4 separate regions of the Mus musculus genome follow, and regions 1, 2 and 4 are each linked to region 3. Evidence: chromatin contacts called from public promoter capture Hi-C data. All regions are on one chromosome and are shown on one strand. Each heading gives the region's core, a stretch centred on a gene start, on an enhancer-like site or on the middle of the called end of the contact. The rest is flanking DNA. Distances are from core to core; before and after follow the strand shown.

Region 1 (7,095 bases), core at 2,019-4,518, 330 kb after region 3:
TGCCTGAATTTGCCAAAGAGCCACCGCAGAGGGACAGATACCGGCTAGACGATGGCCGCCGGGTCCGGGATTTGGACCGGGTGCTCATGGGCTACTATCCCTACCCACAGGCCCTCACTCTTGTTTTTGATGACACACAGGGTCACGACCTCATGGGGAGTGTCACCCTGGACCACTTTGGGGAGATGCCAGGTGGTCCTGGCAGGGTTGGCCAGGGCCGAGAGGTACAGTGGCAGGTGTTTGTCCCCAGTGCCGAGAGCCGAGAAAAGCTCATCTCACTGCTCGCACGACAGTGGGAAGCTCTTTGTGGCAGGGAGCTGCCTGTGGAGCTCACTGGCTAGTGCACGCCATAGCAGCCCTGGCCTCCTGCCATGCCCAGCCTAGCCTGGTGCCCGTGAAGGCAGGGAAGCGGCCTTCTGCGTTCTTTTTAAGGTCTTTCTCCTCTCCCTTGGTTCCTACATTGATTGCCCGTGGCCCCCACACATGTGACCAGCTCCCACAGAGACTGTGAACATGTGTGATCAGTTAATCCTAACGCTGGGAAGACATATGCCAGCCCCACCAGAGCGTCCTTGTGCTGTTAGCGTCCCTTGTGTCGCCTGCCTCTGAAGTGGCATGGTCAGACGCGCCAGCATTGTTTTGTCTGTGATTGATGCTGTTGTTAGCGTGGCGCTGTGGACCTGATAACCCCCACGTCCTTTTCTGAAGTGTTAAGTCCAGTCCTTCGTTGCTGTTTGCTGTCATTGTGGGCGTGCCGCTGCTAATTACAAAGCTGGTAGCAGAGTACACAGGCAAGCTCCCACGTTGTGGGCTTTTCCAAAATGGAGGCCTCCTCAAGTCCAGAGCAGAGGAGGCCCTATGGGGAGTTCCCAGGTCATGGGTCCAAGAGGAGCCAGTACAGGGGACCTAGAGCTGCCAGCACCAAGTATAATTCCTGTTGCCTACGTTCTCTATTCTAATAAAATGGAGTTTGACACAACATGAGTCTTCAAGGTTATAGAGAACTGGGGTCCCAAAAGGGCTTCAACCAAAGGAATGGTCAGCAGGGGGAGATTGGAGACAAGAAGAGAGAGAAGGAGGGGAAGGTGGGAGGGTCCCCAGAGCAGAGCAATGCTGAGCTGTGGTCAAACCTGGGGTCTAGGTAAACAATAGAAACCATCTTCAGCTGGAAGTGGTGGCGTACACCTTAGTTCCAGCACTCAGGAGGCAGACTCAGGTGGATCTCTGGGTTCAAGGCCAGCCTGAGTTCCTTCCAGGACAGCCAAGGCTATATCTGTCTCAAAACAAAACCAAAGAACAACTTCATTTTATCCCTTCCTTGTCTGTTCCACACCGGTGTCAGTCCAGATGGTACTCCTGTCCTTTCTCAGCTAACAGTACTCCAGGAGAGACAAAAATGAACTATTAAAGAGCAGTGCCAGCTGATTGCCAGTGCCAGAGGGGCTGAAATCAGGCCCTGGGCTGCCCCAAAGCCTGGTGTCAGGTCAAAAAAGTGCTCTGAACCGTGATTAATGGAAAAAAAAACCCAGGCCGAGTTTATCTGAACAAAGAAAATCTACTTCTTTAATCAGGCAGCCCTGAGGACAGCAGCCAGAAAGACTAGCCGAGGCAACATTTAGAGGAGACAGAAAGGACTTAGTTGGCCAGTTGACGACAAAGCCTGTGGCGCGTAACTGAAGCCCATGCTGCAGCCCAGACCCATGCGTCTGCTTTGTGAGGCACAGCAAGAGATTTTAGTCCAAACCAATTAGCTTCACCATCAGAGACCACACCTACCTGGGAGAAGGGAAGAGCACACAGACATATACCATATACCTCTACCGTATACCTTTACCATATATATACACCCATAGCATATACCCTTGCAGTTAATTTACTGGAATAGAAAAGCCCCAGTTGGCCAAGAAGCAAAGTAGAAGGCTGGGCATGGTGGCATACGCCTTTAATCCCAGCACTTAGGAGGCAGAGGCAGGCGAATTTCTGAGTTCAAGGCCAGCCTGGTCTACACAGAGAAACCCTGTCTCGAAAAAACAAAAAGAAGCAAAGTAGAAAGGGAAAATGTACGGACACGTGGGAAGGAAAGAGTCCAGCAAAGGGGCAGAGGCCCTCCCTAAAGCTGTAGCCTGACTGAGAGTTTCTTCCCCAATAGGGCAGCCTTGTCCAGCCTCGGTGGGAAAAGATGCACCTTATCTTGCAGAGACTTGATGTCCCAGGAGGGCCCCATGCTCTCAGAGGAAAAGGGGAAGTGGGACGGGGAGGGATTCTGTGAGGGGGACCAGGCAGCATTTGAGATGTAAATAAATAGATATGGGCGGTGGTGATGCACATCTTTAATCACAGCACTTAGAAGGCAGAGGCAGGTGGATTTCTTGAGTTCAAGGCCAACCTGGTCTACAGAGTGAGTTCCAGGACAGCCAGGGCTACACAGAGAAACCCTGTCTCGAAAAAACAACAACAAACAAAACAACAACACTAACAACAGCAACAAGCCCAGCAACAAAACCCTTAAGTCTTATTAAATGGTGACTGAGAGATCTGCACACATGTTCTTGGGTGTGGTTTTTTTTTTTTTAAACACTATTTTTAATGAAACCTCAGTTTTATTTCATACCCGCCAGTTCTGAATTCTTTCCTGCTTTGAATCCATGAATCCTGGGTTTGCCTGAGTGGAGGTCCCTAAAAGATTAAAGGAACCCCCCAGACTGTGCTCGGTGGCTCTACCCAGTCACTACAGACTTCAGGGCCAAGTGAGGGACGTCACAGACACCCACCCACCCACCACAAGCATAGAGGACTGAAGTGCAATGGAACCTGGGCTGTGGCTGCAGAGTTAGGGGTGGGCTCAGGAAGGCCATGAGGCTGGTAGGGGAGACCAGTCTGAGGGGCTAGCATGGTGTTTCCACCTCTACTGGTGTCTGACGGAAAGACTGAGGCAGCTCACCTGGGGGCCAGCCAGCCCAGGGGCTGTCCAACAACCTCCTAGGCACCAGAACCCCGAAGCTTCTGAATGAAAAAGCCAGCTTGACAGATGCAGGGAAAATTATTTATTGGTGCTTAAATTTGCTTTAGAATCTCCCCTAGACCCCAGGCAGGTGGCTAATGGTGGGTCTGGACCTCTAGACTATGGTGCCAGGGAGCAGCGTCCTGGGCCAGGAAGCCCTGAACAGGGCCCAGGTCGTCCATGTGGGGGTCACTGGCCAGCGTCTTCCCTTCCGCCTGCAGGCTGCTGATACGCAGGAGGAAATCCTGGTGGGTTCCTGTGGGGGTGAGCTGACGGATAGCTTTTAAAGCGGCTGCTCACCCACCCTGTCCTGCCTCCTTCCTCATGCCTGCCTCTTGGAGTTCACTCGCTGCCTGCCGCTGCTGCAATCACTGTCCCCACACTACTTTTGTCTCAGACAGCAGACCTGCCTGCTATGGCAGAGCCCCGAACCCTCCTTCTGCTCTGTGTCCTGGTCCTCTGCCTGTCAGACTCCAGCTTCATCCGAGGGCAGACGGTGAGTGGGAGCCAGGGTCAGGGAACAGGGAGGGACCATGATAGTTTGTGTATGGATGTGTTGGGGTGGGGGTATCAAAGCAGCTGGTACCTGTCTGAGCTCCCTGGGGGCCCAGGGACCCAGACTATTGTTCCACCTCCCCAGGCTGAAGTCTACGGCTGTTCTACCTGAAGCTTAAAGGCTTCAGCAATTTTTCCCCTCTAACTCTGTCGGGCTAGCTGGTCATGTACTCTGGGCAGTCATCCTGGGTTGCCTAGCTTATGAGTGAACAGGGACAGAGCCAGCCCCATCCTCCTGGCCTTCTTTCCCAGACTGAGACCATAGTCTATGCGGCCCTCACCTGGGGCTTTTAAATGTGATCGTTACCTATCCTCCGGGAACTATAAACCAAGGGGCTCAATCAGAACTTGGCCACCAATATGCCCGTGGCCAGCCCCAAGCCTGTGTGGAACAGACGAGATCCATTGGACAGACAGCAACCAACAACAATGTTCTTAAGTCTCAGAGAGGCCCCTGAACGTGGCCCCTTCAGTCTTTATAGTCTTTAGCAAGCTTGTTTGTTTCTCCTGTTCGAAATCCCAGGCCCGAGGAGGAGAGCCGCAAGCTGTTCCCTCTGGAGCCATAGTTGGGACCACAGCCTGCGATTCTTACTCAGGACTGCCATTCCCCACCCAGTGTGCTGAGAACACAGGGCCTCGTGAGTGGTTGTAGCATGGCTCCGGAGGCCAAGAGGGCCTGTCCCTAGGTCTCCCCAGCTCAGAATTGCTGCGTGAGCTTTGGGGAGAGCTTCCCACAAGTGTGGAGACTGAGTTTTGGATCTGTATCTGGGCAAAGGAGCTTCCCTCGTGAAACCGAGTTCACCTTCATCTTAGGCAGCTTCCGAGGCTCCCGTGGCAGAGAGAGGGGATCCACCACCAGGCAGCCATGGGGGCTTGGTCCCGTGGGAAGGGGATTTCATGGCCAGGCCAGGGCTGGGTGGAGCAGGTGGGACATCAGGATAAACATGATGGAAAACCACAAGATCCAGGTTGTGCCAAGCTGGAAAAGCACCTTGCCACCCGTGTCCTGGGCAATGGGGACAGAGGTCAGTGAGAAATCTCAGCTCCGAGACCTGCTGTAGTTCCAGACAGTTCTAAGTCTGTCATTCTGAGACTGAAGCCCAGCCAGCCTGGGCCAGGGACGAGGTCCTGAGGTCCTTGTGGGTAGGGATGTAGCCATGCTGTCCTTACTTTCCCCTCACAGTCCCTCATCCTGTATGACCTGGGACACAAGCTGCAGCTGCTAGGAACGTAGCCTCAGAGGGAAGAGAGGACCCCTGAGTCGACAGCCAGCACAGGTGGCATTAGGACTTGGCATAGCAGGCTCCGGCAGCAGATGCAAGGAGATCTGCCTGTGGGAGGGTCTTAGCATGTGTCCGTCCATCTGCCCGGGGACGACTTTGTGTCGAGGACAAGCCTGGGGATCCACAGCCACAGCACAAAAACAGGGGCATTGGCTAGCACCCAGCTTTGTCCCCACCTCCCCACCCCCTGCTCTGATCCAGAGGAGAGGAGAGAGAGGCAGCTCACGGGGCCCTTCGGCTCTTTGGGGATTTAGATTCTAGGTGGTCAACCCAGAGACTCCCCAGGAACTTGCTTCCAGCTCGGGGGAGTTTTCTTCACCTTGCTACTGAGCTGCATGGTTCATGTCTCCACAGTTTTCCCAGCTCCCACACACAGAGAAAGCAGACGAGGCAAACTCAGCTTCGTGCTGAGCACCCTGCCAGGTCGTAAGGTGCTCCCAGGAAGCAGACCTCTGAGTCAGCTGAGGCCTCTCCAGCCTCATCCCACCCAGCTGCATCCCCAGCGGGAACGTGAGCTCCGTCTGGTGCCACTGGTGGGCAGATGAGTGCCTTGTCTCACTCGGGTGTGGTCCCCGGAGAGAGAGGTGCTGATTCGGCAGTTGGCTTATCCATCCATCACTACTGGCACACAGGCTTACAAAGCTCCAGCTTCCTCCTGGTCCTCCCTCCCTCTGAAGAACAGTTCTCAACTCACCCTGAGCATTACCCAATCCTGGCCAACCATCCTAGGGGCCCAACCAGAGTGGTAACTGGACTTTAATTTCTGCCTAGGCAAAGGGCTTTGAGGGGGGCCCACTGTCAGCCAAGGATGTTCCCCAAACCTGAAACTGAGTTGCTCAATTTCCTAGACATGTCCTGGCTCTGCAAAGAGGAGCTTCGGCATGACAAATCCAAACATAACATCATCTAGACCTGAGGTTTTGCTGAGTAACTTCCCTCTTTGTCAAGCATGAGGCCATGAGCGGAAAAGGCAAAAATCACAGTAGCAGAGAGGTGGGGGCCGGGGGCAGGGGGGTGGGGGGGCTTTGTACGCTCCACTCCACTGGAAAGTGTTTTCCTTTCTCTCTGGCTTTGGGAAGCTGCTCACCTGTAACTCATTTTAGGGAAGGGGTGTTCTGGAGGCACCAGTTTACAGTGTGGTCAGCATTTTCAAGATAAGAACATGTTTTTCTCCAAGCCATTCCCCCATCAGCGTGTATCTCCCTCTCAGCCCATTCTCTCACAACTATAGGCTCAGTCTGCGCGCTCCGGGGTATAGCACTGTGACCCAGAAGGTGGTCCCAGTGGAAAACTGGTGGGCGTCGTTTCAGGCCACTGAATGGGGCTGCAGGATGGAGGCAGGCAGGAGCTCTTCAAACCTTCTACTCCCTCCAGCATGCTGTTGTTTCCTCGGCTGCCCTCGAGGAATGCCCTCCTTCCTCACCCCCCCTCAGTTCTCCACAACAGTGGTCAGGCAGGCATCTCTCTAAATCACTCACTGAAGCAAATGCAGTAGCCCACACTTGTAACAGGTGAAGGTAGGAGGATCAGAAACTCAAAGCCAGCCTGGGGCTATGTGAGACACACAGTATAAACATGTATCAAAGCTTTAAACAAAATAATAAAATAAATTTAACAGACAGTGGTGGCACACGCCTTTAATCCCAGCACTCAGAAGGCAGGCACAGGTAGATCTCTGAGTTCAAAGCCAGACTGGTCTACAGAGTGAGTTTCAGGACAACCAGGGCAACACAAAGAAACCCTATCTTGAAAAGAAACAAATGCATTTTAAAACAACTCATTAACTGAGTCCTGAAGGTGCACCAGCTGGGCCTCACCCAAGCTTGGCCCTCTGTTGTCAGCCTGGCCCGCAGCCACTCTCCAATCTCCTGCAGGCTACCCTGCAGGTCACACAGGGGCATTAGTTCCCTCCTTCTCGAGTCTTGGTTCTACTGCTGCCCTTCAGCCAGAGCACTGACCCTGGCCAACTCTCCTACAACCTTCAGGTCCAAATCATGAGAGTAGTTTCTGTTGCTAAGGTGACAGAACCTAGAGATCAACTGGGAAGGGAGTCTCAATGAAGGATTGCCTAGATCAGGTTGGCCTGTGGGTGTGTTTATGGAAGATGGTGTTGATTCTGTTAGTGGTGCCCACTGTGGATGGCACCATTCCCTACACAGGGGGTCCTGGGCTGTCTAAATGTACAGAGTATTAGCTGAACACTGAGAAGTATGCTTTTGCTTCTCTCTTTTTTAAAAGAATGATTTATTTATTTGT
Region 2 (7,731 bases), core at 4,765-7,264, 490 kb after region 3:
TGATTGCTAAGTTAAAAGAAAGTAGCAGTTAAAACAAAGTCATCATATTGACACCCTGTAATGACAAAGGCAAGCATCAAATATCAGGGACACTTGCCTGTAGCCATCTTTTAAAGCTCTGACCTGATGAAACGCAAGCAGACGGCAGCCTACAGCCGTTCTTTAGGGCCTCTGACTTGATAGAAAGGCATATTCTCTCAGATCAAGCCCTTAGCAGAGACTTCAGTACAGAGAGGAGTGGGAGCACCAGATGGCCGATGAGTGCCCAGTGCGCAGGCTATCAGAATACACTTTGAACAAACTCTGCTAGACCCTGACCAAGGCTTGTGGAAACCTCCTGGCCCTCTGTTGAAGCTCCAGCTCCTTCTCCATCACTGCCATTGCCTAGCTCAGTTACCCCCTCTCCACCTTCTTCAGACAGCCTGAGCAAGGCGGTTTCTAAAGATAAACAGCCACATCTGGACAATCAGCTCCCAAACTCAGGCCCTGACTTTGCATTAACTTCGCACTGCAGCCCTGCTCTAATAAAACTCCAAGTGCTCCCTTCCTCCTTTTTGCAGATAACCCTTTCCACGCTGTCCCACTGTCCCACCTGCTGAGGTCAAACTGCTCTTGTGTGTGTGTGTGTGTGTGTGTGTGTTTGGCCCGGGGACCTCCAGGTCCTTAACAACAGACAGCAGTACAGAGTTAGTAAGGTAAAGGCTCCCTGCCATACCTGAAATGTCATTCTTTAACAAACTGCTCAAGCTGAGGAAGTTATGGTGCAAAACCAGTAAGAAGAGAACAACAGCCAGGACCCAGATGATGATGTTCACTGAAACAGACAAAACCCGTGTTACAGCTTTTGTTTGGCCTTGGCCAATATAAAAACAAGAGAACTTAGAGAGAGGGGGAGAGAGGGAAGAGGGGAAGGAGAGGGGAGGGGATCGCATACCTTTACGGAATGACATCCTTTTCTTCTGTCTTACACAAACATTAGAAATTAACCCTATAAAAAATAAAAGCCCCCAAAGTCAGTGAGCACATGAGAATGGTCATCAAAATGCCTCTGCACTCTTACTCAGACAGAAAAGAAAGGAACGTGTGATACTGTGCCAGATACTTGGTTTTAAATTAATAACTTCCAAGCACCCAATAGGGGAACTGAAAAATGTTTGATGATCATATAGAACACTTTTATAGTATATGGAGAAGCACATAACTTTAGCCTTGTTAACACTGCATACTACAAGAAAAAAATCTATCAGGAGAAATATCTCAAGTCTAGCAACTAAACAAACATTTCTGGATTGATTTCTGTTTGGAACACCTAGTTAAGCTGGATATGGTGGTGCACACCTTTAGTCACAGTGCTCGCTCGCTCGGGAGGCAGAGGCAGGTGGGTCACTGAGCTTGACCTGGCCCACAGAGCGAGTTACAGGACAGGCAGGGCTACACAGAGAAAGCTCAAAAGTCTAAAAAAAACTAACCAACCAACCAAGCCCAAAAAACCTAGTTAGACTGGCCATGGACTAAAAAGTAACTTTTATTCTCCTGTAATAATTGTCATCTCCAAGTTTTGCTGCCTCCGTCTGCTACCCTAGGACTAGTCCTGGAAGCGTCTGGCCGCTGTACAATCTAATCGACGCCTAGAATGTTTCCAGCCTCTGAGATCTGACTAAGCTCACCCTTCCTAGTTCTTTCTGAACTCTGGCTGGCTGGTTAAACTCAGCTGTTCTGGCTAAAGCTCTTCTCACTCAGACAATCTGGCTTCTCTCTCGACCTCTAGCTAACTCTGACAATCTGTTCCAATCTTCTTGCTCCTTCTCGTTCTCTGGCTCCGTCTGTCTTCACGTGTGTCTGGCTTGTTCTCTCTGCAACCTGCCTCTGTACAACCGTCCCAGCTAAGCTGCCTTCTCCTCCTCTTCTGTGTGCTGCTTCTCTTAAGCAGCTTCCCTTTCCTCTCTGTCCTTGTGAGAGTCAGGCATGGTCTATTCTGTCAAATCTTTCTCGATTTGTCACTCCGTCTGCCACTCAATTAGACATCACTTTCTTTTTTTTTTAAGATTTATTTATTATTATATGTAAGTACACTGTAGCAGCTGGGCATGGTGGCGCACGCCTTTAATCCCAGCACTTGGGAGGCAGAGGCAGGCAGATTTCTGAGGACAGCCTGGTCCTCAGAGTGAGTTCCAGGACAGCCAGGGCTATACAGAGAAACCCTGTCTTGAAAAAACCAAAACCAAAACCAAAACAAACAATATTATATATATATATATATATATATATATATATACACACACCCTATGGTATTTCTCTTTCTCATACCATAGCCAGGGTCTTCCCTACAGAAGTTGGCAGATTGGGAGCTACTCAAGAAAGCTTTAACATCTCCCTGCTTTGAGTTAAATTCCACCAAGACTGAATAAAACAATCCCATTGCAATAATGCAAACAATGCAATAAACCCCAGCTAATTGCTGGTACAAAAATCAATGTTTTATCTTGTTAAGTTTCAGTGATAGTTATACACTGTACTGTATATGGATTGGAAGCCACATGTATTTGAACTGCTCTAGTTAGCAGGACACAAAAAACAAGCTTCAAGCAAGTATTCACTTTCTGTAAGTAGAGAGGTGACAGGAAGCACTTGATGATAAAGGCTTCCAGCTACTCACATGAAAAGGACCGGATTTCAGAATAAGTCTCATCATGCTGTCTTTCCTGGCATGTCTTTCCGGGTTCCTTGGTCTGTTTAGAAGAAACTCTCAGGGCTGGGGAGATAGATAGCTCAGCAGTTAAGAGAACTGGCTGTCTTCCAGGGTCCTGAGTTCAATTCCCAGCAACCACATGGTTGCTCACAACCATCTGTAATGAGACCTGATGCCCTTTTCTGGTCTATCTGAAGACAGCTACAGTGTACCCATATACATTAAAGAAGAAGAAAGAAGGAAGAGGAGAAGAAAGAAGTTCTCAAAATTTCATATATACTGTGTGTATGGAGAAAGAAGAAGAGGAGGGAGGAGGAGGGAGGACTAGAGGCGGGAGGATTAAGAGGAGGGAGAAAGGAGAAGGAAAAATGAAGGAGAAGGAGAAGCAGCAGCAGAAAATTCATGGTTCTTTTGCTCAGAAATTGCAAAACCTTTACATTCCCAAACCACCTGTATACAAACTCCTCACAAACACACATACAGGAAACCCAGGACATATATTACCCATTAATATAAAAGAATCTTAAGAAAAATGTATTCTGTTTATTGTTTCAGCCTTTTCTTTCTGGTGTGTGTGTGTGTGTGTGTGTGCGCAAGTGTGTATGGGGAGAAGTGAGTTCTGTCAGGTGTTTTCCTTGCTTGTGTTTCTTTCACCTTACAAGTTTCAAAGTTTCAATTAGATCCACAACTTGACAGTCTTTTAGTCAACTTGTTCTCAGCATCTCATCTCCACCTCCTGAGTGCTGGCACTATAGGTGAGCTGCCACACTCACCCACATTTACATAAGTACTCGGGTCCTCACACTTGTGAGGTGAGTACTTTACTCACTATCTGTCTAGCATACCGCCACTTTAAAAAAAAAAAAAAGCTAAAGCTAAATACCTCTGTTTATATTCAGTCTCAACTTTTTAAAAAAACTTTCCCCTCCTATTACATACAATATGGAGCACAGATATCCATGGAAGGATTCCCACTGGTGCTCTGTACCCTATCCTACAACTGTTCTCGTGTAGCACCAACTTCTCGCCATTCCTGGTGGATCACACCCATCCGCACACTAGCATGTTCTGGTGTCTTCCAGTTAAAGCAGTAGAGGTAGAGGAGGGTGGAGAAGATGGAGCACTTCCAGAGGACTGACCCACAGGTCCATGTCTCTGCCTCCCTCACACTAAATGTCTCAAATGAGCTGAAATACTCTTCTCTCTGTGTGTTTCCTTCCTCTGTTCTCAGATGTTTGGTCTTATTTTCAAACTGCTCTTGCGGAGGTCACCAATCGCATCTTTCTGTGCTCTCCTTACACCGACAATCTTACTCTTCCTTCCCAGTTATGGAATGATCGCATGTGTGCATCTGTGAGCTGTGAATCTAAGTTCCACAGAAACAAGGAGTTAAATGAAAATGTAATTCTACTGCTGTATCCTGTCACCTAAGGCCATCCCTTCCAGAAATGCAGCAAGCATGTGACATTTGTGGAACAGTCCTGGATTTGCTAATCCAGGAGGAGTCCAGATCTCCAATAAAGAAGAGCTCTTACTGCAATCTTAATCATCACTAACATTAAATTCCAGAATATGGAAAAGCATGAGATTCCTATGGAGCTGTTGGGTCAAAAGGAACAAGGCAAAACCATTTTGTTTTTCCATCTTTTTATAGTTCAAATACTATATGGTCTGTAAAACAAACTCCCGTCCTATGAAGTGCACTGGTAGAGATACAACCCTGAGGAATGAGAGCCTATTCATATGTACTAAGGAAAGTGTAGGGAAGGAGAAAAGAAAAAAGACCCTTGAAGATTGTTGTAGTCTTTCATTGTACTGGCTCTAAGGTCCGAAGTGTCAAGGGGGTCTGTACTTTTCTGAATGGTGTCAAAGCACAAGAACACTTGGACATTTTCACACACTTAACTGGCTATGCCCCACTTGTCTTTCACGATCAGGAAACGTCCCCAAAGCCCAGGTTACACTTTCCAGAGCTCTATCACATAGGTGCTTTCCCCCCGCAGCTAATTCAATAGTCACATTACTGGAGTGATGTGGACATCTTCCTTGACACACTCCAAGTTTCCAAGTTCTAAGTCACAACTGTGCTAATCAAAATTAACTAACTAACTAATGGGTTGGTAGCTCCATGGATGTGTAGATGCTGGCATCGGCTACTCACCTCCCAGTCTAGAGTGTCTAGCATCTCGCCATCTGTGCCTGACTGCATGCACAGCAGAGTCCACAGAGGCAGCGGGCCCCAGAGGATGGGATCCCCAGAATGGTCTGTCTGAATTCGGCACCCCATCTAGCTCAGTCATGAGGGAAGGGCTCACGCTTTGAAATACACAACCCTTGAAAGACAGGGTTAAGGGAACCCCTTGGCTGGTCTTTTTTTTTTTTTTTTTTTGGTTTTTCGAGACGGGTTTTCTCTGTATAGCCCTGGCTGTCCTGGAGCTCACTTTGTAGACCAGGCTGGCCTCGAACTCAGAAATCCACCTGCCTCTGCCTCCCGAGTGCTGGGATTAAAGGCGTGCGCCACCACGCCCGGCCCTTGGCTGGTCTTTACCAAGAGGGACTGGCCTGGGAATGAGCCATGGAAACCGGCAACCAAAAAGTTAGGCCGAATTTGGGACCCTCTACATAGGGGCACGGAAGCTCAATCCACGAGATGTGGGGCGACTTGGGCCTCGCAGCTCTTCTCCGAGGCAGTCTCCTTTCCCTGGAGAATGTGGCTTCGTTATCTTCCCTAACTCTAGAGATCATTAGTAGCCTCCTTACGCTTAGGAGTGATGGGGACGTGGTGAGGCGCTCCGGGGATCCCGCCACGCACTGACAGGTCAGGTTAGAGCCGCGTCAGACGAATCGTCGCCTTCCGAGGCTGGGCGCAGTCGCCCTTACCTGCGCTGGGAGGAGTGGCCGCCGCCCACGCCCCAGCCCGCCCCGCCAGCTCAGCGCTCGCTCCGCAGGCCCCAGGCCCCGGCCCACCGCCGGGCCGTCCGCGTCCGCTGCTCTCTGGCCGTGGCCCACTGGCCGGCGAGCTCTGCAGCAGCCACGTAGGGCCACAACCCCTAGTTTGACTGTGCCTCCCTCTGCCAGAAAGCCAGGCGCAGCAGGCGCCACGGGGCAGCCCCGTCGCCCGGGTCCTCCCCGAGTAAAGGCCGTCGCTATGGAGACGTGGAGCGCGCCGGCGGCCGTTAAACTGGGGAGGCGCAGCCCGCAAGTGATTCCTGCCGCAATTACAGCTCCGGGCGGCCAGGAGCGCTGACCGGTGCACGATGCTCCGGCCAGGTCGCTGCCCCAGCCCTCGTGAGCAGTGTACAGGGTTCTAGGAAAGCTAAGAGACGTACCTCCCTTGTCGATGGCGCGGGGCGGGGCCAGGGGTTGTCCGTGCCCCTCGGAGACATCCGCTTCCGGGGCCACGGCCGAAGTGAAACGCTCGGCTGGTCGGCCTTGCTCTCGATATCGACCCCCGCAAACTTTACTCCTTAATAATCGGCTACGTCCGTTTCGTTGTCGGTATCGGTCTTCAGCAACCATGCTGGAACACCTGAGTTCGCTGCCCACCCAGATGGTGAGGGCGCGCGTCCCCGATCCCCCGCACTTCTCTTTGGAGCCTAGCGACTTCTAAGCCCCTCACCCTCACCGGAGCCACTCCTAAGATTGGCTTCACTTTCCCTTCTCTTCCCCAGAATAGATCCCCTTTCCCGTGGTCTGTTAAGATGCCCAAGTTTCCCTGGGAAATTACATGTTTGCTTCCTTACTCTCGGGCCCTCCTGGTGTTGAATGCTGCCTTATGCCAACGCTGAGTTCCCTACGAGAATTGCAGTCCTTTGGCAGTAGGACCAACTCGTCCTCTTCTTTTTCGTCCCTAGGATTACAAGGGGCAGAAACTAGCTGAACAGATGTTTCAGGGGATCATTCTTTTTTCTGCAGTAAGTATTGCATTACTTTTAATTCTTAACCCCGCCTCTCTTGGTTTGAGTGCATTTTATATACTTTGTTTCTTTTCAGATAGTTGGGTTTATCTACGGGTACGTGGCTGAACAGTTTGGGTGGACTGTCTACATAGTTATGGCCGGATTTGCTTTCTCCTGTTTGGTAAGCTATTTGTGGTATTTGCGTATTAGCAGTAGCGTAAGTTTTCTGACTCAGGAGACTTGGTTGGACCTACCAGTGAGAACCAGAATCACCTCTTTGTTCGTCTTTCCCATTAATGTTTCTGTTCTCTATTATTTGAAAAGTAGAATGTTAAGTTGTGTCCGATGGCCTGCGCTACATAAAGGTGTAGAGCTTTCTAATTGTCTTTTGCATCTCCTCTAGGCAGTAAAATGAATATGCCAGGGGCTTCGCTTTGCTCACGCAGCCTTCATATTTCTTTTAGTTCTTAAAACTTGTATGTGTAAACACTTAAGGCTTGTTCTCACTCCCTGACATATTTTGTCTCATTAGTTTGTTAATCTTTAGCATGGTGGTTATTTGGGGATCAGACATACTAAATGATCATTTAGACCTTGAATGGAAATAAATGCTACCTTTTCTCTGTTCTGATCTAGCTGACACTTCCTCCATGGCCTATCTACCGCCGCCATCCCCTAAAGTGGTTACCTGTTCAAGACTTAGGCACAGAAGACAAGAAATCAGGGGACAGAAAAATTAAGAGGCATGCTAAAAATAACTGATTGGGACTTTCATGATTCAGCACCTGCTTTTGTTTCCTGTGAGATGAGCTGAATTGCTTTCATAAGCAAAACATGAGCTTAAACCGCCTATGTTCTTATAGCACAGCTGTGTCGAGATCTAATTGTCATGGCTTCATTTCTAATCCAAATGTATTTTAAGTTATGACTATTTTATACCATCTCTTCATAAGCTTGTTATGGAGAACAGGAGATACAAGTATGCAATGCTTCTTTCCCGTGTGTATAATGAATAAACACTTCATAACTTGTACTACATTTGTTTTCTTTTTGCAGTGGGTTCTCACTATGTAGACTATGCTGTCTCCAAGTTCAAAATCCTGCCCTACCTTCCCAAAGTGCTGGGAATACAGGCATATGCTA
Region 3 (6,645 bases), core at 3,394-5,893:
TCACCCCAAGCCTTTCAATGGCTCCCATGCTGCTCGCAAGGCAAAGGATAATGAATTTAAGGCAGGGCCTGACCCCACCACCCATCTCTGGGCTCTGAGGTCTTTAGGAAGTAAGAGGCTCTTTTTCCTGCTTCAGGGCTGAAACTGGCCTTCTGCCTGCTATATTTTGACACTATGTAAATTACTCGATCTTCTGTTAAGTTCAAATAACTCTTCTCTGGTTTTCCACAAGTGTTTATTTTGGTTTGGTTTTGAAACAGGGTCTCACGTAGCCCATGCTAGCCTTATACTCTCAACCACCTTGCTTCCACCTCTCAAAGGCTAGGATTACAGGAAAGCATCGTATCCAGCAGCTACTATATATTCCTATATTTAAATTCCAGACCCTAAGCTGCACAACATCAGGAAATGTACTCATTTGGTTTAAAGTTAATTCTTAGAGCCCACTAATGGGCTCCTACACTGGACACTGATTTAATATTTGTTAAATATAAGATTTAACTTGTTGTTCAGAATTTATAGAAGCACAAAACAAAACAACAGCAAACTAAATTGCTTGGCTCTTCAGCCCCTTAACTGCACAGTAGAAACTTAAGTCTGAAGGGTGCATAGGGACCATGTACCTAACCCCTTCATTTTTCACTTGGGAAACTCAGGTCCAATGGGAGATGATGTAATCTTCCATGGGCAACATGTAATGAAACAGGAGTTCAGATGAAAAGGCTGTTCCCTCTGCTCCAGGGCTTCCAGGTTTGCTGCAGTCTGCACTCTGTCACCAGTTACAGAACTTGCTGTGTCTGAGGACAGAGCCGTGACACGTACTAAGGAGCTTTTCTAGTCTAACTGTTTTCTGTTTATTTCTTCTGTGTGTGTGTGCATGTACACGTGTTTTCTCGTGTTTTCTGTGTGTGGGCAGAAATAGGTACAGGTGCATGTGTGTATCTACATGCACCTAAAAGCCCAAAGCTGACATCAGGCTCCCTCCTCAATCACTCTCCACTTTTCTTTTTTGAGGCAGGTTCTTTTGCTCAATCCAACTAAGTCTAGCTAGACAGCTTGCCCAGGGGATACCATGTCCTTATCTGTGACTGTGGGCTCACAGCAGCTGCCATGTCTGCCATGGTTTTTACATGGGTTCTGAGGCACCCAAACTCCAGTCCTCCTGCTTGAGTACTTCATTTCCTCAAGCCATCTCCCCAGCCCAAGGTGTCGTGAACGCAAACACAGGTCTCCCTTCTGTTTTCCTTTGGCTGAACTGGGAATTGACCCTAAGACCTCATGCGTGCAAGGCAAGACCTCTATCACTGAGCTACCACCCCAGACTCACAGTGCTGCCCTGAAGAGAGCCTTACAGTACAAAGTCTTTTCTTCCAAGTCTTTGGTGCAGCTTTTAACTGAGTTCTTCACCCCTAAATTAGCTGAGTGTTCCAAACTTTGGTTCCTGCCTAGGACCATCAGCCTGCACCGGATCCCTTACTAAATATAGAGATGTCACTCTGGCTCCTGGCCTGCCTTCTGGCTGTTCTATGTTCAGGAGCTGCTATTGCTATGCAGGGCACATAGGGCCCTTTTCTCCAGAACTGCTTGGGATAAGTGTTATATATGTCTAGCAAAGGGGCCACTGTCTAGACGGAACCTTGCCTACTATACTATATATTGGACAGAGATGGGGAGTAAAGACTAGAGACAAAGAACTACCTAAACCAAGTCCCAAGACGCATGAGTAAGAACCCATCTGACTCCTAAATTCCTTTTTTACTTACGTTAGCTCTCTAAACATTTAAAATAAATAAATAAATAAATAAATAAATAGAAGGAAATTTGAACTGTAAATAAAACACAAGGTCGTTACATTAGATCAACATTGGAAACAACTTACAGGGATGTGTGGCAGCGTAATGGTGACTTCATCTCCTTTGCCAACCTGGAGTTCTCCTTCACAGGAAGTGTCTATTGATGCTGGCTTAAAATCGTCTAAAAGGAAACAATGGATATTTCCCACTGGGTGGCTGAAAATGAAGACTTCTTGGGCATTTTAATTTCAGATTAAATAAAAGCAGTTGAGAATGCCTTTATGTGCCTGTATATGCACAGGTACATGTGTACAAATATCTGCAGGTACCTATGGAAGACAGCTTTAGATAATCTCTTAAGTACTATTTGTCTTGGTTTTTTTGACCAGGGTCTCTCATTAGCCTGGAACTCACTGAACAGGCAAGGCCAGCTGGCCGGTGGGTCCCCAGTAATCCTTCTGTCTCAATATTTCTGGCACTGAGATAGGAACTGTTTATCCTGTGGCTCCTTTATGTGGATTCCAACCCGGATATTCATATTTTCATATCAAGTACTTCACAGACTGAACCAACTCCCCAGCCCTCTCATTTACAATTCTAAAAGACTTTGTCATAGAAAACTTCATATGCTTCATTCACGGTAATAATGAGCCCCAAATGCTCTCACCCAATAGTTATCAACTCAGAAACACCTCTATATACGCTGCCTTCAACTATACCATCATTTAGTACAGGGAGCTGAAACTTATATACTCTCTGAAACTTACACTCTCTTATGTTAATGTAAGACAATCCCTTCTTCCAAGTGTCAGGCACACAATTAACATCTCACCATCCATAATAAGGTAATACCAGAACTGTGTATATAAAAACTGTGTGTATAAAAGCAACACAGCAAACATTCTTTTTTTGGGGGGGGGGGGAGGAGGGTTCGAGACAGGGATTTCTCTGTATAGCCCTGGCTGTCCTGGAACTCATAGACCAGGCTGACCTCGAACTTAGAAATCTGCCTGCCTCTGCCTCCCAAGTGCTGGGATGGCGTGCAACACCTCTGCCTGCTTTCAGCAGACATTCTTAACTATAAATCCTACATAAGACACAGCAGGCCACATGAGGTTGGCCTCTTTTTGCACAGAAATGTTCTAAAATAGAACATGCCACATTCAAGTTCTCATTTTGGTGGGGGAAAAAAGTCTGGCTATGTTCAGAAGCAGACTGGCGAACTCCAGAAATTACCCTGCTTATTCTTGCAAATTACACTTACACAATAGGAACAGCCATTTTACTTCGCACCTGACTCAAACTGCAGGCCAGGAGCACATGTGCAGAATTGCACTTAAACTTACACTGCTCTTCTGTGGAGGAACAAATTAGTCAACTGGGAAATGACAATCTTATCGTTTCCCCAGTACTGTCTCTCTGCAACAGCTGAGTCTGCTGTGGGTGCAAAGCACAGATGCAGCTATGTGACAAGAGGCCACACAGAGATGGGACTTTAATATCTAACACACCCCCCTGCCTGTGTGTTGAGTCACATCGATTAGCTCCCATGACAAAGCAGGTCTTAACCCACACTAACGCTACCGGAAACCCGACGCCTGTGATTCACAGGGATGTGCTTGGTTTGGTCAGCCATGTCCTGACTCAGGACACACAGTGGCAATACCCCTTTCAGAGTCTATAATCACGTAGGAAAGGGCCCAACATAATGACTCTTTCCACATTCCTTATGCTGCCTTCTTCATTTTCCAAACATAGATCAGGCTTTAATTTATGCCAGATGCACAAACTCTAATTTTATTCTTCACCCACAAGTGAGTTGGCCCAGAAGTTAAGGTGAAGTAGGTGACATTAATCTAGCTAGGTATGGTGGATCAGGTCCATATTTTCAGCACCACAGAAGCTGAGGTAGGAGGACTGCAGCATGTTCAGCGCTGGCCTGAATTATATAGTAATTTCTAGGCCAGCATCACTAGTAAGACTGTCTCGAACAGCAACAACAACAAAATCAGTGTCATAAGCAGAGAGGAAGAAGAAACCTTATGGGTGGCACGAAGAATGCAGGTTCCCTGGCTGTGGAGGAGACCAAGAGCAAGGGGAAAGGAGCAAGGGAAGGAATGAAGTAAACGACACTCGTAGCAAACGGAAGACTTTTCCAGGGCAAGAGCCCTGATGGAAGAATTCGACAAAGAGAACGGGGACACAAGGGAGGAGAAATGGGCATCGCTACTAAAGGAGAAAAGTTTGGCTTAAGGGCTGGGAAGGGGAATTTGAAATAAAGGGGCTATGACTTTCTGAAGTGGTATTTGAGACTGTAAAGTAAAAGAATAGTTGGCAGCAATCAGAGGTTTGGTTTGGGAGAAGAGATTTCAAAGTAAAAGAGCAGATCGAAGTTCCAGAGGCTAAGGGATGAGAGGTAAGGAAAGCGACGCTTTCGAGCCGGGATTAGCCAGGGGAGTCTGGGCTTGCACGTGGCGGCCAGGGAGCCCCAAGTGAACCTGGAGGGGCGCTCACTCACAGCGAATCGTGTGGAAGGAGGCCCGCGGCCGCTTCTCGAAGCTTTCCCCTAGCCGCAGACAGTGTTCCTCCCGGTCCAGCAGCGGGTTCGCCGTGCCGTTCATGGCCTTGCACTTGCCCGGCACCCGGATTGGAGCTCTCCTCGCGCGGCCGCAGTCCCCCCGGATCCCCGCGCAAGCGGCCCGCAGGACCGCGCTCCCGGGACACCGCTCCGGAGCGCGCACTGAACCAAGTCCGCGCCCACCCGGGGCCGGAAACCAATCTACTCCGCGTCTCGAGAGACTCTGCGGAAGTAAGGCCGCTGCACTTCCGGCATTGGGGAGGGACTTCCGTCTCCCCAACGGAAATAGCGGGGGCAGTGCCATGGAGAGAGAGTTCTCCGGGACTGCTGCAGCCCACAGTTTTCTGGTCTAAGGAGGAGCCCAGGTCAGCTAGAAGATTCTGCTGCCGACGCCTGGGCTTGACTGACGGGTGAGTGCGCCCTGACCTGTTCTTTGCTGGGGACCCTGGGAGCTCAGAGCGTGGGGAACTGAGTGGACGCGAGTTTGAATGTAGGTATGAGTGTCCCTGGACATGCCCGAGACCCTAGCGGCCTGCTTTATCCGAGGGTTCAGAGAGCGATGACGGTTCTCGGGACCTCAGTCACCCTTCCCCCTACTTCGCTCCATGGTTGCGATGAGAGGATTTCAGTTCTCCTGGCCGACGACGCTTCCTTCAGTTTATGGGTACGATCAGAAACCCCGGCCTCTCCGGATCAGCTCCGTCACCTCCTTAGCCCCCCCGCGATCCCGTGTCTGTTAGGCAATCGTCTACCCGCTTTCGGTTAGGGCGGTTGTTGCCGTTGTTTTGAAGTCACGTTTCCCACGGGCACTGAACGTTGATGAGAATTTTTTTTTCTCACATTTTCTCAGTCAACTCGTGGATGCGTCCCTTTGCCCTAAGTAAACCTATTTCTTGTAGTACTTGGCTCATCTGATTTGAATTGGGAGTCCGGTCCGTGAGAGTTCTGGTCTCTGAGTGTAGTAAGCTCTATGCAGTAGAGACTGTCTTGGTCTTTATGACCTCTCCAGACCCCGGCAGGGTGTTGGGCAGAGTCAGCATCTCGGGAGTGTTAAGTGAATTGACCCCGGAGCCTTAAAGAGCCCTCCGGGAACCTCTCCCCGAGTCTTGGACTCGTTTAGAATCCAAGCTCTAGAAATAATAAAGAACGATCTAGCTTGATGAGGCCCTGGTCACCCGAGTTGGGAGGATGAGGCAAGAGGAAGTACATTCAAGGGACAGGCTGGGCTTCAGGGACAGCCCCTGGCTCAGATGAACAGGATGGGGAGAGAAGCAGGCAGGTTGTTAGAGAATCACTAGTCAGAATCAATCAGTCAACCCCCTCCCCCCCTTTCTCTTTCCTAAGTAGCATCGTATCCTGTTGGAGCTGGAAAGTCACCTGGGGAAACTGCATCAGAGAAACTCCAGTGTCTACAATCTCAGCATCGTTTGTTCAGATGGTTGAAGAACAGAGGACCTATAGCAGCATTGAATGTGTTTCCGGCAACTACAATGGCTTCTTTCCAAAGGAAAGGACTGCAAGCAAGGATTCTTAGCACTGAAGAAGAGGAGAAACTGAAAAGAGACCAAGCTTTGGTGTCTGCTTTTAAACAGCAAAAACTGGAAAAAGAGGCTCAGAAGAACTGGGACCTTTTTTATAAAAGAAACAGTACCAATTTTTTCAAGGACAGACACTGGACCACCAGAGAGTTTGAGGAGTTGAGATCATGTAGGGAGGTAGGCTGGGGTTTCTCCTGGCTCGAGCCATCTTCATTTATGATGCCTAGAAGAGAGGTCCTTTGTTACATGTAGAGAGTGCTCCCAGATGGCACCCTTAGGTGCCGTTTCTCAGGAGCTGTCTTGTTTTTTGAAACAGGGTCTCTCAGTAGACTTGGGGCACACAGATTAGCTTGGGCTAGATAGCCAGTAATCCCCAGGGAGCCTTCCTAGAATGAGATTCCAACTGTGCGGCACCACGTCCAGTTTTTTACCTGAGTGCTAGTGGTTGTGTGGCAAGCACTTTACTGACTGAGCTACCCTAAAGAAAATTAGGACGTCTGTCAGAATGTACCTATGGAGAGTTCTGATTTGTTTCAAGTATGTTTAGCAATGTCTGGGCTGTTTAATAGAAAACAGAGCTTTAAGGTTTTCTTTTTAGATTTGTTTATTTTATTATGCATATGGGTGTTTTGCTTGCATGTATATCTATGTACCATATGCATGTCTAGTGTCTGTGGAAGTCAGAAGAGGGTGTCAGGGCCACCAGAACTGGAATTACAGGCAGTTGTAGGTGGCC
Region 4 (6,718 bases), core at 1,488-3,987, 460 kb before region 3:
GAACCTCTGAGAGTCTTAGCTTTTCAAGGCTAGCTCTGTGCCTCCCACAGAAGGTTCCTATGCTGTGCTAAGAAGTTTACAGACCTTCTACTGTGGGCTAGCACTTTCCATGGTGAGCTGAGATAAAGATGAAGAATATAAGATAAAATTATTATCCATATTCCCTTTAAAGCCCTTTAAATTAGTCTGGAAAGATAATTTAGCTGCTATGGTGCTGGTCATGTGAGTGTGAGCATCTATATTTAAAAACTGGGCATGGTGGCTTGAGACAGTCTTCGTTCCTCTCCCTCCTGGTCCTCTCAGGTGTACTGCCTGACAGCTCATCCGCCTGCCTGCAGCATCTCCTCTACCTGGAAATTTCCCAGGGGCCATTTACAACAAACAAGATCCAAGTTCATATGATCACTCTCCGGTGTCCAGTCATATCCACGTATTGTTTTAATAAACAAATATTGAAAAACATATTCTGGACCTGCTTGTATTATACACATACAGAACCTGTGCAAACTGAGCAGACTTAGCAAGAACAACAAAAACCCACCCCCCTCAAGCCCTCACAGGCCGCAGACAACACTAAATCCACATCCACCCGACAGCATTGGTGATAGAGTCAGTGAACGGATGCCTCTCCTGGCCTGGGATGTGACCGTGTCCTCAGTGGGTCTCACATCGTACAAAAGGCTCTCAAAATACAGTGCATTTCTGTGCTTCTGGGTAATTTGAAGGACTTTTTATTGTGTGTGTCCATGTGCATGTGTATGTTTCTGTGCATACAAGTGCATTTACTCATGTGTGAGCATGTATGAAGACCAGAGGTCAACCTCAAGTGTCGTTCCTCAGTTATTCTCTCTCTCTCTCTCTCCCTCTCTCTCTCTCTCTCTGTGTGAGCATACACATACTCTCTCTCTCTCTTTTGAGACAGAATCTCACTATGAACCTTTGGCTGCCCTAGAACTTGCGGCATACACCAGGCTGGCCTTGAACTCTCCACCTTGTGTTTTGAGACAGGGTCTCCCACTGGCCTTCTGCTCACAAAGTAGACTAGGCTGTTTGGCTATCAAGGCCCATGGATCCCCTGTCACCACCTCCCTGGCACTGCCATACGTTCATGCCCACCGACCAAGAGGGCTACACCAGCTTTCAGCTTGCTCTCAAGCTAGGACACGGGGGTGGGGCTGTTGTTATTTAGCTCTCTGATTCGGATCTAGCTTTTGCAGTTCCCTGGGCATTTTTCATTTTCTGGCTGTTTGTGTGCTCCACTGCCTACAGTTCTCAAAGCACTCCCAGGAGACAAAGGACATCATGCCACCCATTTGTCAGATTTGGAAACTAACACTTTTCAGATTCGAAGTCTTATCTGAGATCAGACACGCTGGGTAATAGAGAGAGCTGGAGGCAGAACCCAAACTTTTCAACTTGAATTCTAAATTCAAAATATTCAAATGTTTCAATTTATTAAAATGTTGAATACCATCGTGCTTTCTTGGAAGGGTTTGCTTAAAATCATTGTCTGAAACTGAGGCTCATGTGACCAGTAGACTTCCCTTTCAGACCTAAAATAATCTTGCAATCCACAGCCTACAGTTCTAGAGGGATAGAATTGACTAGACTCTGTTCTTCTGTTGCCCTCTGGTGGCCACTGCACAAATAACACATCACAGAGTCGCAGGGCAAAGTCAAATGCGGCTCTCTGGATGTGAAACTGAGAATGGCAGCCGGTGATGGCTGGACAGCCTGAGCTACATAGTGAGACCCATGTCAAAAAAAAAAGTTATTTTAAAAATAAAGCCAGAAGATAAAGCAGGACCCTCAAGGGTCATAGATAATTAAATGGTAGGTGACTACAAAATCCCGGGAACAACATCTAACAGGCATATGTAGAAAATGCACACAGCCCAGGTGTCTTGCTCTCTCTCATCAGGAGAAAGGGCCCAAATTGAGCTCTGAAGGGCAAGCCAGGCTATGTGTGTGTGTGTGTGTGTGTGTGTGTGTGTGTGTGTGTGCACGTGCGCACGCAGAGGTTAGGAATTCAGGGACCTGTCAAAACGCATGGTGACTGCACCGGAATTCTGAACATAAGACTTGAGGGGAAGGGGTAGGGGAGGCTAAAATCCAAATGTCCAAATGTGGTTGGATCTGATAAGAAAAGGATTTTGTGTCACAGATGCATTTAAGATTGTCCCTAAGCTAATATTACCAAATTTTAAAGGATGTTATCAATAAAAATATTTAACTATCCATCCTTTATGTTTATTTATATATTTTATTTTTATATATTTTATTTTGTGTCTGTGGTATGTATGTGTGTATGTGTGTGTGTAATGTGTATATATGTGTGTGTTTGTGTGTATAAATGTGTGTGAGTGTGTGTGCATGTATGAGTGTGTGTGGTGTATGTGTGTGTGTGGACATGTGTGTAATGTGTGTATATGTGTGTGTGTTTGTGTGTGTGTGTGCATGTATGAGTGTGTGTGTGTACATGTGTGTAATGTGTGTGTGTAGCTCAGAAGACAGTTTCTGTGAGTAGTTCTCTTTCCACGCCACACAGGCTGGACATCAGGCACCTTTGCCAGCTGAACCATCTTGATGGCCTAGGCACCACTTCTTGAAGGTTCTGCCTCCAAGAGATATCAGCACGCTGAGTGCTAAGCTCCCAGCAGCTGCACCTCTGGAGGACACACTTACACCAGACTCTTCCCGGCAACACTTAGCATCTCAGCACTTGGAGGAGGACTACAAGTTCCTGGCCTGTGCTATTCACCCACACGCGACTGCCTTACTTGGGAGTCAGCTAACAGCTGCCATGACTCCTGCTGCCAACTAGCTGTTTCTGTAAAATAATTAGAAGGCTTTATCTTTTCATACTGGAGACAAGTCAGTTTATTTTAGAAGATTCTCACAAGGTGCCCTACTTTGGTTTCTATGTTGTGATAAAACACTGAGCAAAACCAACTTGGGGGGGGGGGCTTATTCCACTTATAGGTTACAGCCCACTAAGGACCTTGAAGCAGAAACCATGGAGGAATAAACATTGTTTACTGACTTGCCTCTAGTTCATGGTAGCCCAGGCCCACCTAGGGATGTCACCATGGGCTGGGCCCTCTTACATCAATTAGTAATTAAGAGAATGCATCATGGGCCAATCTAATGGAGGCGATCTGTCAGTTGAGTTTCCCTCTTGCCAAGTGACTATTATGTTTGTGTCAAGGTAACAGATGAAGCTAACGGTGACATAAAGTCAGAATCTCCAGCTTTGGAAACCACAGGCTCTGGGTTTTACATCAGCCTCAGCCTCAGCCTCAGCCTCAGCCTCAGCCTCAGCCTCAGCCTCAGCCTCAGCCTCAGCCTCAGATCACCTACCTGCTTTCCACATCCTCTCCCCAAAGCTTGAGTTTCTTTAAAGGCCTCCCACTCCGTTGCAACATAACCTTGCTTTGAAAGGGCAAGCCTTTGTCTTTTAGATGTCTTTGACTGACCTCCCTTTTATCAGGATAAAGGTGAACAAACTTGAAATACTGTCCGCTTACGAAGGGAAAGTACATAATCACTCTCGCATTTACCACGAGGAAATCCTTTCACCTCTGTTAGCACTGACTGTGAGACACCATGTATTCTTCAGCCCATTTCTTCTTCTTTTCTTCCAAAATTGAGCATGGGGCCTTGAACATGCACCACTGAGCCACACTGCCAGCTCACTTCTTCTCATTTTGAGCCAGAGTCTGGGAAACTGCTTTGGTTGGCCTTGAACTCTCTTGAGTAGGGGTTGCAAGCCCACACTCTCTATATACCTGGTTTACTTCTCCTACTTGTTTATAGAAACTACTAGGTGATTTCTTCTCCTTCTCCTTCTCCTTCTCCTTCTCCTTCTCCTTCTCCTTCTCCTTCTCCTTCTCCTTCTCCTTCTTCCTCTTCTTCTTCTTCCTCTCCTCCCCCTTCCTCCTCCTCCTTCCTCCTCTTCCTCTCCTTCTCCTCCTCCTCCTCCTCCTCCTTCCCCTCCCCTCCCCACTCCCCCTCCCCCTCCCCCCCTTCTGTTGAAACACACACACATTCAGAAAATGAGAGACAGGGAAAGGGAGGAAGAGACATGAAGCCTGCTCACATGCTCCTAGGCCAATGCTTAGCAACCAGCTCCCTCAAAAGAGCAGAACCTGAGGCTGGAGAAATGGTACCGTGGTTAAGAGCACTGCAAAGGTCATGGGTTCAGTTCCCAGCATCCACAGGACAACTCACAACCACTTATAACTCCAGTTATATGGGATCCGATGCCTTCTTTGGCCCTCTTGGCCCTCTTGGGCAGACATGAGCAGGCAAGCATACAAATCAAATCAATACAATTTTAAAGGGAAAAACAAAACAGAAAAAAGGAACAAACACGCAGACCTTAACCTGTGCAGAGCCCCTACCAGTGCTGGTATTTGGATCATGAATGTCCCACAAAGGTCTGCGTGTCACAAGCTTGGTTCTGTAGCTGGGCACTATTGGGAGGTGGTAGACACTTAACTAGTAGGGCCCAGTGATGGGCATTTAGATCACTGGAGACATGCCCTTACTGGGGACTGTGGGACTCTGATCTGCTCCTCTTTCTCTGCTTTGCTTCTCAGCAATGCAGAGGTGACTGGTTTTGTTCCACCATGTGCACCCATCCCTCCTGCATGCTGTGCTGCTATAGGTCCAAAGGCCAGCTCGTCACAGGTGGGACGATCCAAACATAAACCTTTCCTCTTTCTGAGTTGATTATCTCGGGTGTCTGTACAGCTGCAGAACAGAAGTATCTCATGGCCTCAGTCTTCCCACCACAGAAAATTGCCAGCTACTGACAGGATGCCACTGATCCCAGAGCTGTGTTGAGAAGAGACGCACAGCAGCATGCCATTGGAGAACGTGGCCTTCCGCATACCCACTTTATGTGCATGAACTTGAAAGCATACACAGTTTGAAAAATGCAGTAAAATAGAAGGAAATGGACTTTATGGTTTTATTACCCATCATTTTTAAATAGCACAAACATTGGTTGGTGTTTGGGGGTAGTTTCTAACATTTGTTTATTTTATTATGTGAACACAGGTCACACTACGCTTGTGAACTTAGAGGACAACCTGCAGGAGCCCGTTCTCTCCTGTCACCGGGAGATGCCTGGGGATTGAACTTGGGTCATCAGGCTCGTCAGCCACTACCTTTACCCACTGAGCCCAGTTCATATAATGTAATTTTTAATCATAGCTATGTATAAACGAGCACACAAAATTCCTAAAAGTTTTACAAGTATGTTTCTGTGTTCTAATAAAAGCCAGTTCAACACATGGCACTTACCTTTATTATGCTAAAAGAACAAGAGAGAGGGGAAGGAGAGACAGAGAGAGAGAGAGAGAGAGAGAGAGAGAGAGAGAGAGAGAGAGCTCCAGCAAAGAACATATTTAACTCCAAATAAAATGTTTTATGTGACCCTCTGATCTATTTACTATAATAAAATTCTGAAGTTAGGTAATTTTCTTAAGAGAATAATTTCAAGGCTGGGTAATGGTGCAGATGATAGAGTACTTTCCTAAGATGAGGTCCTGAGTTCAAATCCCAGTGCTACAAAACAGATAAATACTACCCATGTGGTTGAACTGACAGAAATACTAATTTAGAGGTGTACATTGTAGCACATCTTAAAATTCCATTACTCAGGAGGCTGAGGCCAGAAGAGGCTGAGTTTGAGGCCCAGCCTGGGCTACACAGCAAACCCCTAGGGTACTTGGAATGTGGGACAGTCATTTCTCCAAGCTTTAATCCAGCATGTCACTCCATGCATGCATTTTTCTCTTTGCCTCTCAGTAAAGATCTTGTGTTTTCCCTGTGCTGTTTTTAAGTGTACTGTTTACTAATGTATAACTCTGGTTGCCATGGTGACTAGAATGTCCTTTCCCCTGATATTTCCAAACTGGCTGCTGCTGTTCTACACAAACACTACTGTGTTTAAACATATACGCACCATAGGTTGGAGTCTTGTGGAAAGAGCTCCTTTGCCGGTGAAGTTACAGAACAAATGGCTCAGGGGATCCGACTCCTCTGCCTCACCCAACGCTGCCTGCTTAGGCCGCTAGGATCTGGAACACAGTTTCCTCATCTGATAAATAGATGACGGTGACAGATGCACCTTACCAGGGGCTTGGGGTTTGAATGGAATCATGCCAATGAAGCACTTAGCAGAGGCTTGGCAGACAGGATGCACTCTGCTTGTGCAAGAGTTACTACGGAGTTACTATAGAGCCTTTTAACCTTGCTGTGGGCATGATTCACACTGGTGGATGGTAATATTTTTAATACATTTGTACTCCTTTATAGTCTCTCTCCTTCTTTTTCATCTTCTGTTGAATAGAATTGAGTTGGCCAGCATTTTAAGTGTTGAATGATAACCATCTTGCTGGTCTGCTTGGCCTTCTCACGCTGACACTCACTTTAATTGTTATTTTTATTAATCAACACACCTTGGGGGGTCTCCATCCCACTAACCTTAAAAGTTATGTTTTCTTTTGACAAGGTTTTGCTGTATAACCCAGCTGGCCTGGAACTCACAATCCTCCTGCCTCAGCCTCCTGAGTGCTGAGATGAAAGAAACCACCACGCACACAGGTCCATCCCGCCACCACCCACTATGTGCACGTTCATCCCGCCACGATGCACATAGGTCCATCCCACCACGCTCACAAGTCCATCCCACCACCACCCACACAGG

Evidence for each region. Promoter capture Hi-C pulls out the DNA fragments that hold promoters and counts their contacts.
Region 1: a promoter capture Hi-C map of liver shows a contact between it and region 3, with 2.5 times the contacts expected there. The contact joins the promoter of Stab1 here to the promoter of Mettl6 in region 3. A contact is called at or near these places in 10 of 39 promoter capture datasets (the 3T3-L1 cell line, cranial neural crest, embryonic stem cells and 6 more), 6 of 115 datasets of contacts at active chromatin or transcription factors (bone marrow-derived macrophages, embryonic forebrain, embryonic hindbrain and 3 more) and 4 of 9 other capture datasets (adipose tissue, embryonic stem cells, liver and 1 more).
Region 2: a promoter capture Hi-C map of pre-B cells shows a contact between it and region 3, with 3 times the contacts expected there. The contact joins the promoter of Glt8d1 here to the promoter of Mettl6 in region 3. A contact is called at or near these places in 5 of 39 promoter capture datasets (cranial neural crest, liver, pre-B cells and 1 more), 1 of 484 Hi-C or Micro-C datasets (pre-B cells), 4 of 115 datasets of contacts at active chromatin or transcription factors (astrocytes, embryonic forebrain, intestinal villus epithelium and 1 more) and 1 of 9 other capture datasets (liver).
Region 4: a contact with region 3 is called in a promoter capture Hi-C map of hippocampal neurons, with 2.9 times the contacts expected there. The contact joins the enhancer-like site here to the promoter of Mettl6 in region 3. A contact is called at or near these places in 4 of 39 promoter capture datasets (the 3T3-L1 cell line, the C10 cell line and hippocampal neurons), 2 of 115 datasets of contacts at active chromatin or transcription factors (acute myeloid leukemia and large pre-B cells) and 1 of 9 other capture datasets (adipose tissue).

The regions. Positions count from the first base shown.
Region 1 is chr14:31,164,814-31,171,908 of GRCm38.p6, reverse strand. It overlaps Stab1 (stabilin 1), which reads left to right and starts at 3,268. Exons shown (of 69, transcript NM_138672.2): 1 at 3,268-3,497. The coding sequence starts at 3,417. It overlaps Nisch (nischarin), which reads left to right. Exons shown (of 21, transcript NM_022656.2): 21 at 1-981. The coding sequence ends at 341.
Region 2 is chr14:30,999,716-31,007,446 of GRCm38.p6, reverse strand. Glt8d1 (glycosyltransferase 8 domain containing 1) reads right to left here and starts at 6,014. Exons shown (of 10, transcript NM_029626.2): 1 at 5,450-6,014; 2 at 935-988; 3 at 716-814. The coding sequence starts at 950. Spcs1 (signal peptidase complex subunit 1 homolog (S. cerevisiae)) reads left to right here and starts at 5,781. Exons shown (of 4, transcript NM_026911.3): 1 at 5,781-6,242; 2 at 6,544-6,603; 3 at 6,683-6,769; 4 at 7,225-7,621. The coding sequence starts at 6,030. The coding sequence ends at 7,350.
Region 3 is chr14:31,493,038-31,499,682 of GRCm38.p6, reverse strand. Mettl6 (methyltransferase like 6) reads left to right here and starts at 4,643. Exons shown (of 6, transcript NM_025907.4): 1 at 4,643-4,781; 2 at 5,719-6,086. The coding sequence starts at 5,862. Eaf1 (ELL associated factor 1) reads right to left here and starts at 4,604. Exons shown (of 6, transcript NM_028932.4): 1 at 4,312-4,604; 2 at 1,880-1,974. The coding sequence starts at 4,414.
Region 4 is chr14:31,950,025-31,956,742 of GRCm38.p6, reverse strand. No RefSeq gene overlaps it. Among named protein-coding and RNA genes, the nearest start is that of Gm41125, 9.8 kb to the right of the region's middle. Within about 2 kb of position 2,737, at least 15 of the 459 cell types and tissues checked have an H3K27ac peak or open chromatin away from gene starts, as enhancers often do. A contact at or near this core is called in hippocampal neurons, where this site is marked.